Linked DNA regions of Gasterosteus aculeatus: region 2 is linked to region 1. A link is a contact called in public Hi-C data. All regions are on one chromosome and are shown on one strand. The core of a region is the stretch at or near the end of the contact, and the rest is flanking DNA. Distances in the headings are between cores, read along the strand shown. Region 1 overlaps acvr2ab (activin A receptor type 2Ab). Region 2 has its middle 18 kb from the start of acvr2ab.

Region 1 (6,180 bases), core at 151-2,650:
ATGTCCCTGAGAGGCAACGAGGGAAACACATTGAGTGCGACGGACCACAGTGTGTCGGAGTGATGGAAGCCGTGTCGATATCTAGTCAGCGGAACCTGTGAGCGATGGAGGGCTTGTGTCCGTCCTTGTGTCCCGGGATGTCCTCGTGGAGGTAGGCCAGGCCGCGGGCCGCCGTCTGGGTGATGTGGCACAGCTCATTCCACGACACCACGTTGGCCTTCAGGTAGTCGGTCATCGAGCCCTGGAGACGATGTTACGCGTTTAATAATTTACCTAAATCACTGGGTTAATGGTTCTTTATGAATAAATGCAGTTCCCGTATACTGAGATGTTTACGCTTTAATCTTCAACGGCACCGCTTACGTTCCTTTTCCTCGACAATTCCACGTTCTTATATAATGTATGTCAGTAGGATACAAGGTCACTTCCTGCGGGGCCAAAGACAGCCGTAGTTGCAGTAGTGACCACCAGGGGGCAGCCGACTTCAACAGATGTAGATGCATTTAGTCCGCGTGATTATTAAAAAGGCAACATCCCTGGCAGCCATTACTACAAATATTTTAATTATAGGGAGTTTTGGAGGGGCCTGCATCCTTCGAGCAAGCCCCTGCATGCTACGGATAGTGCAAACCTCAACACGTGAAGCTGCGTACGTGCACCGAGCATCGAGGCATAAATCAGCTGTCAAGGCCTCTCCAATCACTGCTCCAGCTGTTACACCAGCGAAGGCTCAGCCCGAGCTGCCGTGGCCAACGTTCCCGAAAACTGGCAGGAAGGAAAAGCTTTTTGTAGGTTAGAGTTTAAGTTATGTATCCCCTACAGACTTGTCCTTTCAGAATAATTACAGTGCACGCTTGGCAAGGCTCAAATCTGTGCTTGTCGGATGACCTTTGCTAAAACTAGTCCATTCAATGGTATTCCTACTTGAGGAGCTTCTACGAGCCAGAGGAGCACTTGCTGACGTACTGCGGGGTTGAGTGGCTGACCAAGAGGTGCATTGTTGGGTAAAAGCCCCACACCCACAACCCCTCCAACCTTAATTCACACAGGGAAGGTCTTCAAGCACGGCGATTTAAATTCTCGGCCAGGCGGGGAAAAACCCAAGCAAGCGAGAATCACTCTCCACTCCGTCGGTAATGACCCTCAAAGCACAGAGGCACTTAGAGCCCCCCAACGCCGCCGAGGGCGAGTGAAGCACCACGCGGCCAACAAAGCCCAAATCCACATTCTCTGGACAAACAGGGCTGGTGAAAAGGAAAGGGGAACAGCATGAAGTGTATTGTGATTGTTGGATTAGCAAGACAATGCCTGTTTTCTTGCCTTTACAACTTCCCAGCAGCCCGTCCTGGGGGCTGCAAGAGCTGTGTAGAGGGAGCACGGGACAATGTCTTCACAGGGACACACACTAACCGGGTTATTTGGTAACCGGAGATGGGTCGTCTAAAGCCCGCCGCTAATCACATTCCTCCTGTGTTGTAGACCAAAAAGGAAGCGCCATGTTGATTCTTTTCTTACTATGTTAATGCGTCTGAATTTGACAAATTGCCTCTCGCTCGGTTGTGGGAACTCGAGCGCTTATTTGGACTCATTTTTTTCAGTCCTAGTTTCAGTTACACACTAGATTGAATTATTTTGGATGCAGCGATGCAGCACCAACAGCTTTCATCTGTTCACCCTCCGCACTGTTGCTGCAGCAAAGCTTTCCCCCCTCCGATGTCTTCATCAGGGTTTAGATGAAGCTAGCTTAGCCAGGCTAGCGTCGTCAGGTTTAGAGGCTGGACTAAAGGCAGATTTTGTACCAATCTTTCAGTGGATAAGCTCTTTTGACCTTGTCAGGGGAAAGAGAATGCAGGCTCTCTACATTTATGTTAAAATGGGCAATTCAGTCATCAAAAATAATTGTGTTACATTAGAAAAGACCATATGCGCCCACTTCTCCTCCCTCCCGGACAGCGTACCCTTTCGTGGTAGGCGGTGATGAGCCACAGCTCCAGGTCCAGGTTGTTGTTCCTCTTCTCCGCGCCCATAAAGTGGAGGATGTTGTCGTGCTTCATGCCGCTCACGCTGAAGATCTCGTATTCGTTCTGCCATGACAGCTTGTCCTGGGCCGAGGAGAGACACGGATGCAGATTTTATTTCTCTCACCAAGTCGAGTTATTTGGGCATCCGAGTCTCGCCCTGAAGCCTCGTCAGAGGGTTCGGCCTCTTCAGAGTTTGTTGAAATTAAAAGTAACTCCTCTCCCTCACATTTCCACCGTCTCCTTTCAGCGACAAGTCCCCCGACATTCTCCTTCAGCGACATTAAACGTGGACATATTTCATTAACGTTACCCTCTAACAAATCAAGGTCACGCTGGTGAAGATTAATGTTAGAAGTGATTCGATACGACGGAGGAAACGTCTTGGGCGTCTCCTCGCCTACAGCTTCCTCGGTTCAATACCTGAATGGGGAAGATCTTTACAGCCACGACGTCGTTCAGCAGCTGGGCCTTCCACACGCAGCCGAAGCGGCCCCTGGCCTTCATCTCAATCAGCTGCAGCGGTTTGTGTCCCAAAATGGGGGACGGGGGTGAGGGCCCGGGGTCCTGTGGGGGGGCGCGAGAGAGAGAGAGAGAGAGAGCGTTATTCTTCCCCTCGCGACATTGAAACAGCATCGGCTTCTGCTGAAGGTGACCGGGCCGTTGGCACGGCAACAGCGTGCCTGAGGAGCTTGGGCAGCAGAGGCAGCGTCATCTCCACATCCTCAAACACAACTTGCATTTATAGACTGAGGTGGCCAGGTGCACTTACGATCCTTTGCCAACATGCTGTTTTTAGCCGCTCTCTTTATGCTTTATGCAGTGGAGCCTCAGTACTTCTGTGTTTTATGGATCAGCGGTTTGCTTTATTTGATAGTTGAAGCACTTGGGAGAGCGCTGCGTGTTTGAAATCAGCTTTATTAATATTACTGTGACGTTTTTTGGCAGCGAGGACACAGCATATTAAATAGGGGTTTGATTCATTCATTTCAGAACGCAATTAAACCCCTGGATGCTGCATTTGCTCGAGTTAACAGACATCGCAACTGGAAAAGTGCCAGTTTGGACCAAATCGGTCAAGGAGAACAAAGTTGAAATCTGAAACCTCCACTGCCACTGAGCAAGGCACATAAAGCTCAGGCTTTAACCCCAATGAATATGAACGGGGCTGACCGAAAGGAACCATATATTCTGGCAGGTCAAACCTCATGCGTGTGTCATGCTAATCCCATATAAACAAAAGTGGGAGCGAGGAGGCCAAGTGTTCCAAATGTAGAGTAGGTTAAACACAGCTGGTGATCGGTATTAAGCTGATCACTTTCACATGTGACTTCACAGGGAAGGACGAACGGGGGGGGGGGGCAAAAAGAAGCATGCACTGAGGGAGTCACATTTCCAAAGGATAAAAGGTAGCGGAGAAAGATTAGCACATGACTGATGGCCTCAGATGAAACCAGATATGCTTCTGTAAAATCTCCACTTCACCTCCAGGTCTGTGTATCGCTGTTGTCAGGAAAAGAAGAAAAAGCCCCCCCCCACCTCCCCGCAGCCAATGTTCGTGTTTTTACTTGAACTGAAGGCTTACAAGGTGCTCGATAAGCTGGAGCGAGTTTCAAGGACCCCGAGGCCCACAGGCTCCATTCAAGTAGCGTGGTGATTTATCAAAGGACCTCGTCAATGGCACCTCCACATAAAATGCCCCTTTGGGTTAGAGGTTTGCTCCCTATAGGGGCCACGGGCGAGGTGAAGCACTCATAATGCGTCCCTTCTGGCTGTGGGGAATTTAAAAAAAAAAGGTACATTACTGCCGGGGTTCTGGCATTCGGCCTTTCTTAAAGACAAACACGCGTCTCTTTGGGCGCCTGTCCCGACAGGAATATCGTGGCATCGGAAGCCAAGTGTACTTTGATTTTTATTTGAAAATGTTCACCTGGTCCGGAACAACAACACACAAAAGAAGGTTCTGCCGTTTGGAGGAGAAGAATCTCACATGAAGCGAGAGTCAGCAGTTTTGTTCTTAAATGACATGTGATTCTCCAGTTCAATACTTTAATATCTGTGCCTGCTGTTCCTGCACGATACACGAGGCCCAGGAAAGAAAAAAAAAGCACAATTTCTGATGTAAAAATATGGGACTATAAAACAAAACGGTGCAGAAATGCAGATTCTTGTGGTGGTTTGGTGCATTGCATGATGTTAGTTGTATTCCAGAGCTGATCTCTGATACCCGACTCATTGGTTCCGGGGGTGCAGGTCGTACACACAGTAGCAGCTGCACATTGAAAGAATGGAGGAGTCTTTGACGAGCTGCCTCGAAGCGTCTCCCCTCTGACAGAGAGCTGTGAGGCAGACCTGCTGTCTCCGGGCGCCGCGTTCACACCGAGCGCCGGCCAAGAGGCGGGAGAACGTCACCCGCGGCGGTGCCTGGGTCGGATTACATCGCGGGCCCGACTCGGCACCACGGAAAAAAAAAAACACCTTCAAGAACACGATGTACTCGGATTCACAAAAATGTTTCTTTCTGTGTTCAGCACATCGAGTAGCACCTCTTACTTTGTGCAGGAGGAGATGGAACTAAAAACGTACCGCTCAGTCAGTAGCGGTTATTATTTCTAAATATTGTGATGCGCTCAGTGTTTTGAAGCAATTCATCAAATTGTCTGCCTCTCCAAACCCTTGTGTGTGTGTTTGTGTGTGTGTGTGTGTGTTTTTTTGTGGTCGCTAATTAAAGCATTTCCCATTCTGATCAGGATTCGTATTTTAAATGCAATCCATAGAGGAGTCTGCAGAAACAAAAGCACTAAAAACAAAGCTTGCGCGATTAGGATTCGGTTCATGCTTTAGACGGTTTAACCACGCGGGTTGTTAACCAGACGGCCATTAAATCGACACAACGAGGTTCTGTGTTGTAGGTCCCTGGTGATGAGAGACGCGGCGCGTCTCCACGGCAACCCTCGGTGCATCGCCCAGACACGCTCCTGAGCATCCGGTGAAATATGTGCCACCGCCTCCAATCAAGATGACGGACAGGTGGGAATGACGACTGACGGGCGTGATGATCCTCGCCATCGGCAGAGCGCCGCGCTGCGCTGAAAGTCATCAACGTCCAGGCTTTTGGGGATGATGATGGAACAAACTTTGCTGTCGTTTTATTGGATCCGCATTGGTTTCTGTAAACTCGCCGTCCCTCTTTCGGGCTTTGGCCTGACGACCCGCCCCACCCCCCCCACCGGGAGTCACCGGATCCCTCGTCCGATCGCAGGGCGCCGTGGCGCATTACACTTAGTCAGCAGACCACAGGAAGCAGGAAAACAGAATCTGCTGCTTCACGCCGTTCTTCCCAACCCTCAGCCGGCTCCCATGGCCCGGTCGGGTTACACCTTTATCAGAACGGGTCCTTTAGGTCCTCTTTGGTTGCTGCCAGGCTTATGTCTTGCTATGGTTGATTTTTTGTTTTAGCGATGGTTATTCTGGGCTCAGCCTCATGTCTTAAGGTCATATGATGATGTTGATATGGCCATAAAACTGGAGGTTAAATCATTATATCAAAGACAGACTGATGACCTAAGCGAGTGTTGACTCGGAAGGCTGGACTGACGGTAAGCCCGACGTTCTTACCCAGGGAGCATTCTCTGTGATGTCTGCAGCCATGCTTCTACTTAGGCTGATGCTCCTCCTGTGCTTAAGTCATTTACACTCTGACTTGAAACGTGTTCCAGGGAAGTAGCATTTATCCTACTTATGCAAAATGTGGCTGCACTCTTCAGTCAGCAAATAAGATGGAGAAGCATGCAGCAGTTTGCATTCCTCCTGCTCTGCTTCTGAGCCGTCGGTCGAGCAGGTACCATTCTGGAAACTGGGTCACATCAGGCACAGCGCGTTACATAAACATCACAGGTGGACATTTGTACACAATACTAGAAAAGGGGGGTGGGGGCTGCATTCGGAGCCACGTTGGCCACTTTCCACCATGCACAATATGTTTTCACCAGGGAACATAAAAGACATCCATGCAATAAACCCCGGCAGACCCCCCCCAAAAAAACAGCAGACAGGAATGTGCTGTCGGAAAAGCAAAGAGAAGAAAAAAATAGTGGTCCGGGATCGAGGTGGAGAGAATTCATACCAAGCTCTGAATCCCAAAAAATAGGGATAACTCAAA
Region 2 (6,448 bases), core at 942-3,441, 40 kb after region 1:
ACTCATTCACGCAGCTGTGTAGCGCATCGTAGTTGAAGCTCGCGGGTTCGTCCAGCTGTGCAGGTCAAAGTTCACCGGGCGCTGCTGAGGGGAAGAAGGAGTTAAAGAGAGAAGAGAAAAGTGCCCGTCGGTTCCCCCGAGAGCTTCTTTGGCTTTGTGACGAAGTCGCTCTGTCTGCGGCACCGCTTCTGAATTAAGACGGGTGATTTTAAATGTTTGTTTGCAGCTTCCTCGTCTTTTAATGAGAAAAGAGCATCGAGTTAACGTGTGAAATATGAAAGGAGTCATTACAAAGCAGAATGTTGCTCTGACCGTGAGCCTGAATCCAAAATGCCTCTCCAGATGTTCACACACTATCATTAGGCCCCGGGGTTAAACTTCCACCAATCAAAACGCTCCACGCCTCACTGGAGGATTGATAATAATTAGACCTGCTCGATGGGAAGTTAATACCGTCAATTATGCAAGAGACAACAGAATGATGAAGACGATGTCCTTCCCCTGCTGGTGATCCGCTTGGAGCCGAGGACGACAGAGACTCTTGGATGGCCTCAATCTGTCTTCAAGCAGCAAAAGATCGGAATATTAAATACTTCAAAAAACTTCATCTCTGGGGGGGGGACGCCTGAACAGTACGTACTATTTTAAGGCATCTGCTTCTTTTATGCACTAGTTCACATTTACAATAAGAGCTGTTGAGAAAAGTGGAAACTTTTTTTCTGTCTGTCCGTCTAATATTTAACTTTTTGAGTATTGTGTGAGTTCCTATTGAAAGTCGATGCATTCAATGCACGTAATGTCTGGCATGCATATATATATATATATATATATATATATATATATATATATATATATATATATATATATGTATATATATGTTTCTTGGTGTAAGCGCTGTAACAAACAGATGGAGAGGAACAACCTTGTATATTTAACACGCGTTGACAAAGAGCTTCTCTGCTGCCGCCTCACAGGAGAAGGAAACAACAGACGAGTGTGATGCTTTCAGCGAGGCCGCCATTGAAAGCACATCAGAACGAGACTTCATCAGCGGCCTGAGCTGGTGGAGGACCTCCACACCCGTTTACGGTGTCGGCGGGTGAACAGAGGAACAAAACGAGCGATCAGAGAGAGACGTTAATTCTTTCTCTGCGTGGCTTCCTTCTGGTTCACGTCTCAGAACTCGCAGACATCGGCGTGTTATAAAAAAAAGGCCCCGCCGAACCCACCGACCGCAGAGACACAATCAAAGAAAGCGCCATAAACGCGGCGCCGTTGTTCTGGTGTGGATTTGATATACGGCGATCCAGTCCGGTCACCATGACAACTCATTGGTGTTCCGTTACCTGATGAAATACTGGAGGAAAGTGTTAGAAACACACGTCTTTCACCCAGGAGACTTCTCTTTGTTATTTCCCCACAAACTAAGGTCTCTTTTCACACCGTTCACCACGTGTCAGTGTGCGCTTCTGCCAGCCGAGACGAAATGTACTGTGGGTTGCTGAGATCACACCTAATAATAACTCGCATCTATAATGTCAAACAGGAAACGGCTTTTCGCAAGGAATGCATTAGCACACAGCCATATGTGGTCTTCAGATATTACAGAAAATATCATGCCACATTTCCAATGAATGACCTCCCAAATGTGTCAAAAAAGACACAATATTCCCGAAGAAGCGCTGAACCTCTTTCGTGTCTGTCCTTCCGTCACGTTTGCCGCCTTCTACCTTGCAAATGAGAAGCAGCAACTCAGAGTCGTCAAAGCTTCAGACCAAAGCCTCTCCGCCCGACTAAAATAGACCAAAATGCTGTTTTCCATATGCTTTTGGACAGAAAATGAAAGAACCCAAATTGATTTCCAGCCACGGCGGAAACCAATGCGAGAAACACACCAAGACACACACACACACGCGCGCCGAGTGTGCGTGGCAGGTGAGCGAAGCCTCAGAGTGAAAAAGGCCTCTGTGGTCGACTCGGTGCTCTGCAGAATATGGCGCTAAGCGCGGAGCGTTCACAGCGGGCCGCCGGGTCGGGCTGATTACACGCTGCAGACCGCAGGACAACAACGCCAGCAGACGCACACACAGAACTCTGTGGTCCTCCATCATCAGAAAGGGTCAAAGGTCTTTGCAGCGGTGCGGCGATACACACGCGCGCACACACTCTGTTGGCTGTCATGTGTGTGTTGATTTAAGCGGTGTGATTTTTAATACTCAGGAGGTAACAGTGTGTGTGTGTGTGTGTGTGTGATCTTGTACTTCTATCTTTGTCAGGTCCCATTTTGAGCTTCAGGCCTTTAGAGTGAGAGCGTGCGAGGGAGGACGGTTCAAAAGGGTTACAACTTGTTTTTAAGGGTTAGCGACTAGGAAACAAAAGAATGAAAATGTCTGTAAATTAGTTTTCTTTTGACTGCAAATTGCAGTAAAAGTGCAAGAGGACGAGTGTGTTATTAGATGAAGCGACACACCAACATACAAATGGGACTATTTCTGACTCCTGGGTTCTGTTACCTCACATTTTGTGTCATTGTTGTTTATTTCACTCTGCGTCCGTGTATCCAGGCAGACTCGGACCCCCCCCCCCCACCGGCTGGAGAGAGTCCACTTTTGGCATCTGCACTTATATCTCCCTGTTTCCAACAGGCCTCAACCTCGAGCTCCAGCCAGAAGCCAGACAGGCGCCTCACACCAACACGCGCACACACACACACACACACACACACACACACTGCACGCCGCTGGTCTGAGGCCAGCTTGCAGCACTCCCTGTTGGTGCCAGCCCTGTCATCACTGCTCCAAACACGCTGCCCGACGGGGGGGGGGGCACACGGTATCTGATCTAGCTTTCCTTCATGCTATTAAACCACAGTGATTGTCTTATGCAGGGACCTGGCACGGCTTTGGGCATGTAGGTCATTGGCTAGTTCGATTAGGCTCCTCCCATCACAGATGCTTCATCGACTTGTGTCCATGTTGATGGCGTTGTCCCGCCGTCACTTTTAAAGACAAAAGGTTCCACCTGCTGTTTAAGGAACTACAGACTCTTCCTGGAGAACAAGAGGAACGTCCAAGAACATCTTCGGATTACCTTTAACCTTTGATCCAGATGCAGAGAGGGATCATCTCACCGTGTGACGCCTTAAAGTGCAGCCTGACAGAGTTCACTCGGTGTGCCGTCTCACACTCGCGTGCCAGTGAAACCACTAATCCTCATGGATTCATAACCAGCTTCTTCCTGCCTCCGTCTGCACGGAGCCTCCATTTCCGTTGTTCCTTCTCCCCCACAATCGTTGACGTTTGACCTCGACGAGATTTGTTTGTTCCTGAATGTCGGAGTGCAGACAGACAGTTTAACCGCAGAACATTAGATTGAGTCTAATCGCAGGCTCCTCTGTTGTGAACACAATGTACTTTCTTAAAGGGTGAATGGTGCTAATCATATCAGTGTGTGTGTGTGTGTGTGTGTGTGTGTGTGTGTGTGTGTGTGTGTGTGTGCAGTAGATTATCCATCCATCCATCCATCCTCTATCCATCCATCCATCCTTCCATCGTGCTCACATGTTTCCATCAGTTCATCATTCAAGGAATGACGGGTGGGTTCATGTTGGGTGAAAGGGCGGAACACACAAACACACACACACACACACACACACACACACACCCACACAGACACACAATCTGCCGGAGGTTGAAGCAGAGCGAGGCTGACAGCTTTACAGCCTTACTTCTGTGCACAGGACGAGCGACCTCGAGAGTGTTGCGTCATTTTAAAGGTTTTATGTCCCACGTATTGATTTATTTTTAATCATTAATTTGTTTTGTTTTTTGTCATACGGATATTTTGTGTGCAACAAGCGCAGCAAAAAGAACTGGAAAAAAGGAGGCGAATACAGGTGATTAATTCTGTTGATTTATTTGAATGCTGCTCAGTCAAAGCAATACAAAAGTAATATTATCACCCAAGATGTTTGATTGGGGACAGATTCAAAATAAATAAATGAAAACCTCACGCGACGACCTGCCAGCGGAGGGTTTGTCCGTTTGACCTTGTGACCCCTGAGGTGAAATCCAGCTCTGATCCGGTTCCCACGCGATGATCTCCGCTACGGACGCTCCTCTCAAAGATCATGTCAGAGGGCAGCGGATTGGCCCGCGGTGACGTAATGCACCTGATGAACGCCTCCTCTTCCTCCTCCTCTTCCTCCTCGTCCAGGCAGCCGGCCAGGCAGCATGAGCTCATATGTCCTTGAGAGGGGGGTGGGTGGGTATCTTTCATTCTCAAGTAGCCCCTTGACAAATGAAATGGGACTGGGAGACTTTTTTTCATAACACTTCAGAGAATAAGAGCACTGCTCTGTGAAGCTGCATTTACATTTCTATGGTCGGTCCTTTCAAGCAAACAGAAAAGAAGCTGCAATTCCTGCAGCCGACCATTAAATCAATAAATACTGAAGACAACAAATCATGGAAGCAAAATACAACAAAATGTCTCTCATTGTTCATCATGGGAGTAATCTTGTTCAAACTGAAATGAAATGTTTCTGCTTAAAAGAAGCTCATTTGAGTTAGTGATCCTTTAATCAGGCCAAATGGTTCCCTGTTAACACAATGGACATATTTTAGCAGTGTAACATTTGGACTATTCTGCTCTTTTCAAATATTCTTCTCCCAACTAACCTTTACAATTAATTAGTAAGGTGTTCTGCTCCCTTATATAGTTGGATCAGGTCCCCAAAGGACACTTCTCAGATATTAATCTGACTACAATGTATTGGTAATACATTCTCTATGCTAATATAATCAGTCATCATCTGGATTCCAGATCGATATTTTGTTAAACAAGGACCCCTGGCGGCCGTTTTTTCAAACTACATCAAACGAAAAATAAATACATATTTAAGCTCAAACATAAAATACTATAACGTTGAATCCAGCAAAAGACCAACACTAAACTGTGTAAACTAATAAAATAACTACTGGAGGTCAGTTTGTCTTAATTAATTTCGTAATGAATACAGTACATATTAAAACAATGCACCGCTATTTAGAGAAGGAGAAAACCTCTGTGATGAAATACCGCCACCTTGTGTCCAAGTTACATATGACATAATTTCAATTGTTAATGATTGTGATGAATAAATAATATCGAATAAGAAAATTTCAAGTAAAGAAAATCTCAAGAACAAGGGTGAAGAAAAAGTCGAGTTGGAAAGAACATATACAAATAAAAATATTAGCACCAAATTGTGAAATAAATTATATGAAAACATAAGAAGGACAATTATTTTGTAATTTGATTTAAATACAGTTGCGTAGTTTAATCCTATTCATGTATTCATCACAATACTATCTGTTGATTTTCAATAATATAATTTGTAATTGCATCTAATTTAATCAGACTTTCATAATTGATGAGTTCATTTATATTATATTATTTGTATACTATATTTCTGAATTTGTAACATAAGATATGCAATTATGATGCAATGAAGAAAATACTGCAGTATTTCCTGCTAAAATTAAGTAGTGCAGAAGTACAAAGTAGCTTAATTATGAAAGTACCTAAACATTATATTTGCATTACTGAAGCACATAGTCTACTTATTTTCCTCCTCTGCATCTATCAGATTTCATTTTATTAAGCGGTGCAGTGAACTCAACGTTTGGCACGTGACCACAGCACGTGACCCGAGTCACAGCCGCGCCCACTTGCCAATTAGCAGCTGCGTGACACGAGGGTGACCCGCAGCTTGCCCCCTTTTAATTCACCTGAATTAATTACCGACGTTACCGTTAATAAAGTGTATCGAGGAAGAAGAGCTTCTCCCTGGAGGTTTGTGAGTTTAATGATGTTCCTTTGATGTAACTTTATAAACGTTATTTGCGTTAATTCATAGCGGATCCACCCGAGAACTAATAATAAGACATGCTGTAGTTTTATTAACAGCTCGGTGTGTTTAGCAGTATCTTAACTCGAGTTATTACGGTAATTGTAACTTGGTTATGTACTTTTAGAGGGTTTATGAGCTCTCTGTGATGCATCATGTTGTTCCTGCATGAAGAACCGATGGATAATAATCAGGTTTCTGGTAAAAACAGCCGTCACTGTTATATTTAGTGAAAGAATAAACACTTTTCTCCTAATTAAATAACCTTGAATATGTAGTTTAAGGAGGTATGCACACACTTCATTGCCATCAATAAAAACTCTCCTCCTTGCCTCATTTGTCATTTCCCTTTTTAGTTTTCTAAATGTTTTCTCCACGTGAGCCCTAATTGGACTTGGACTGGATCTTTGTGCCTCCAGATGTTGGATGTTTCGGGAGGCCGATGATTGATGTGACGTGGAGGAGACTGATTGAGCGTTGACGTCTCGACCCTTCTTCTCTTTTCTCTGCTGCAGTTTCGAGGAGCGACCGGATGTTGCTGCTCGACAGGTAAACGTA

Evidence for each region. Hi-C and Micro-C count contacts between places; a contact is called where the count stands out from the background.
Region 2: a Hi-C map of skeletal muscle shows a contact between it and region 1, with 10 times the contacts expected there. The contact joins two enhancer-like sites. A contact is called at or near these places in 6 of 6 Hi-C or Micro-C datasets (blood and trunk muscle, liver, skeletal muscle and 2 more).

Annotation. Positions count from the first base shown.
Region 1 is chr1:30,175,736-30,181,915 of fGasAcu3.hap1.1, forward strand. It overlaps acvr2ab (activin A receptor type 2Ab), which reads right to left. Exons shown (of 11, transcript XM_040170371.2): 5 at 2,442-2,585; 6 at 1,959-2,102; 7 at 96-241; 8 at 1-6. Among protein-coding and RNA genes, the nearest start is that of orc4, 12 kb to the left of the region's middle. Within about 2 kb of position 1,401, at least 4 of the 9 cell types and tissues checked have open chromatin away from gene starts, as enhancers often do.
Region 2 is chr1:30,214,865-30,221,312 of fGasAcu3.hap1.1, forward strand. No RefSeq gene overlaps it. Among protein-coding and RNA genes, the nearest start is that of acvr2ab, 18 kb to the left of the region's middle. Within about 2 kb of position 2,192, at least 1 of the 9 cell types and tissues checked has open chromatin away from gene starts, as enhancers often do.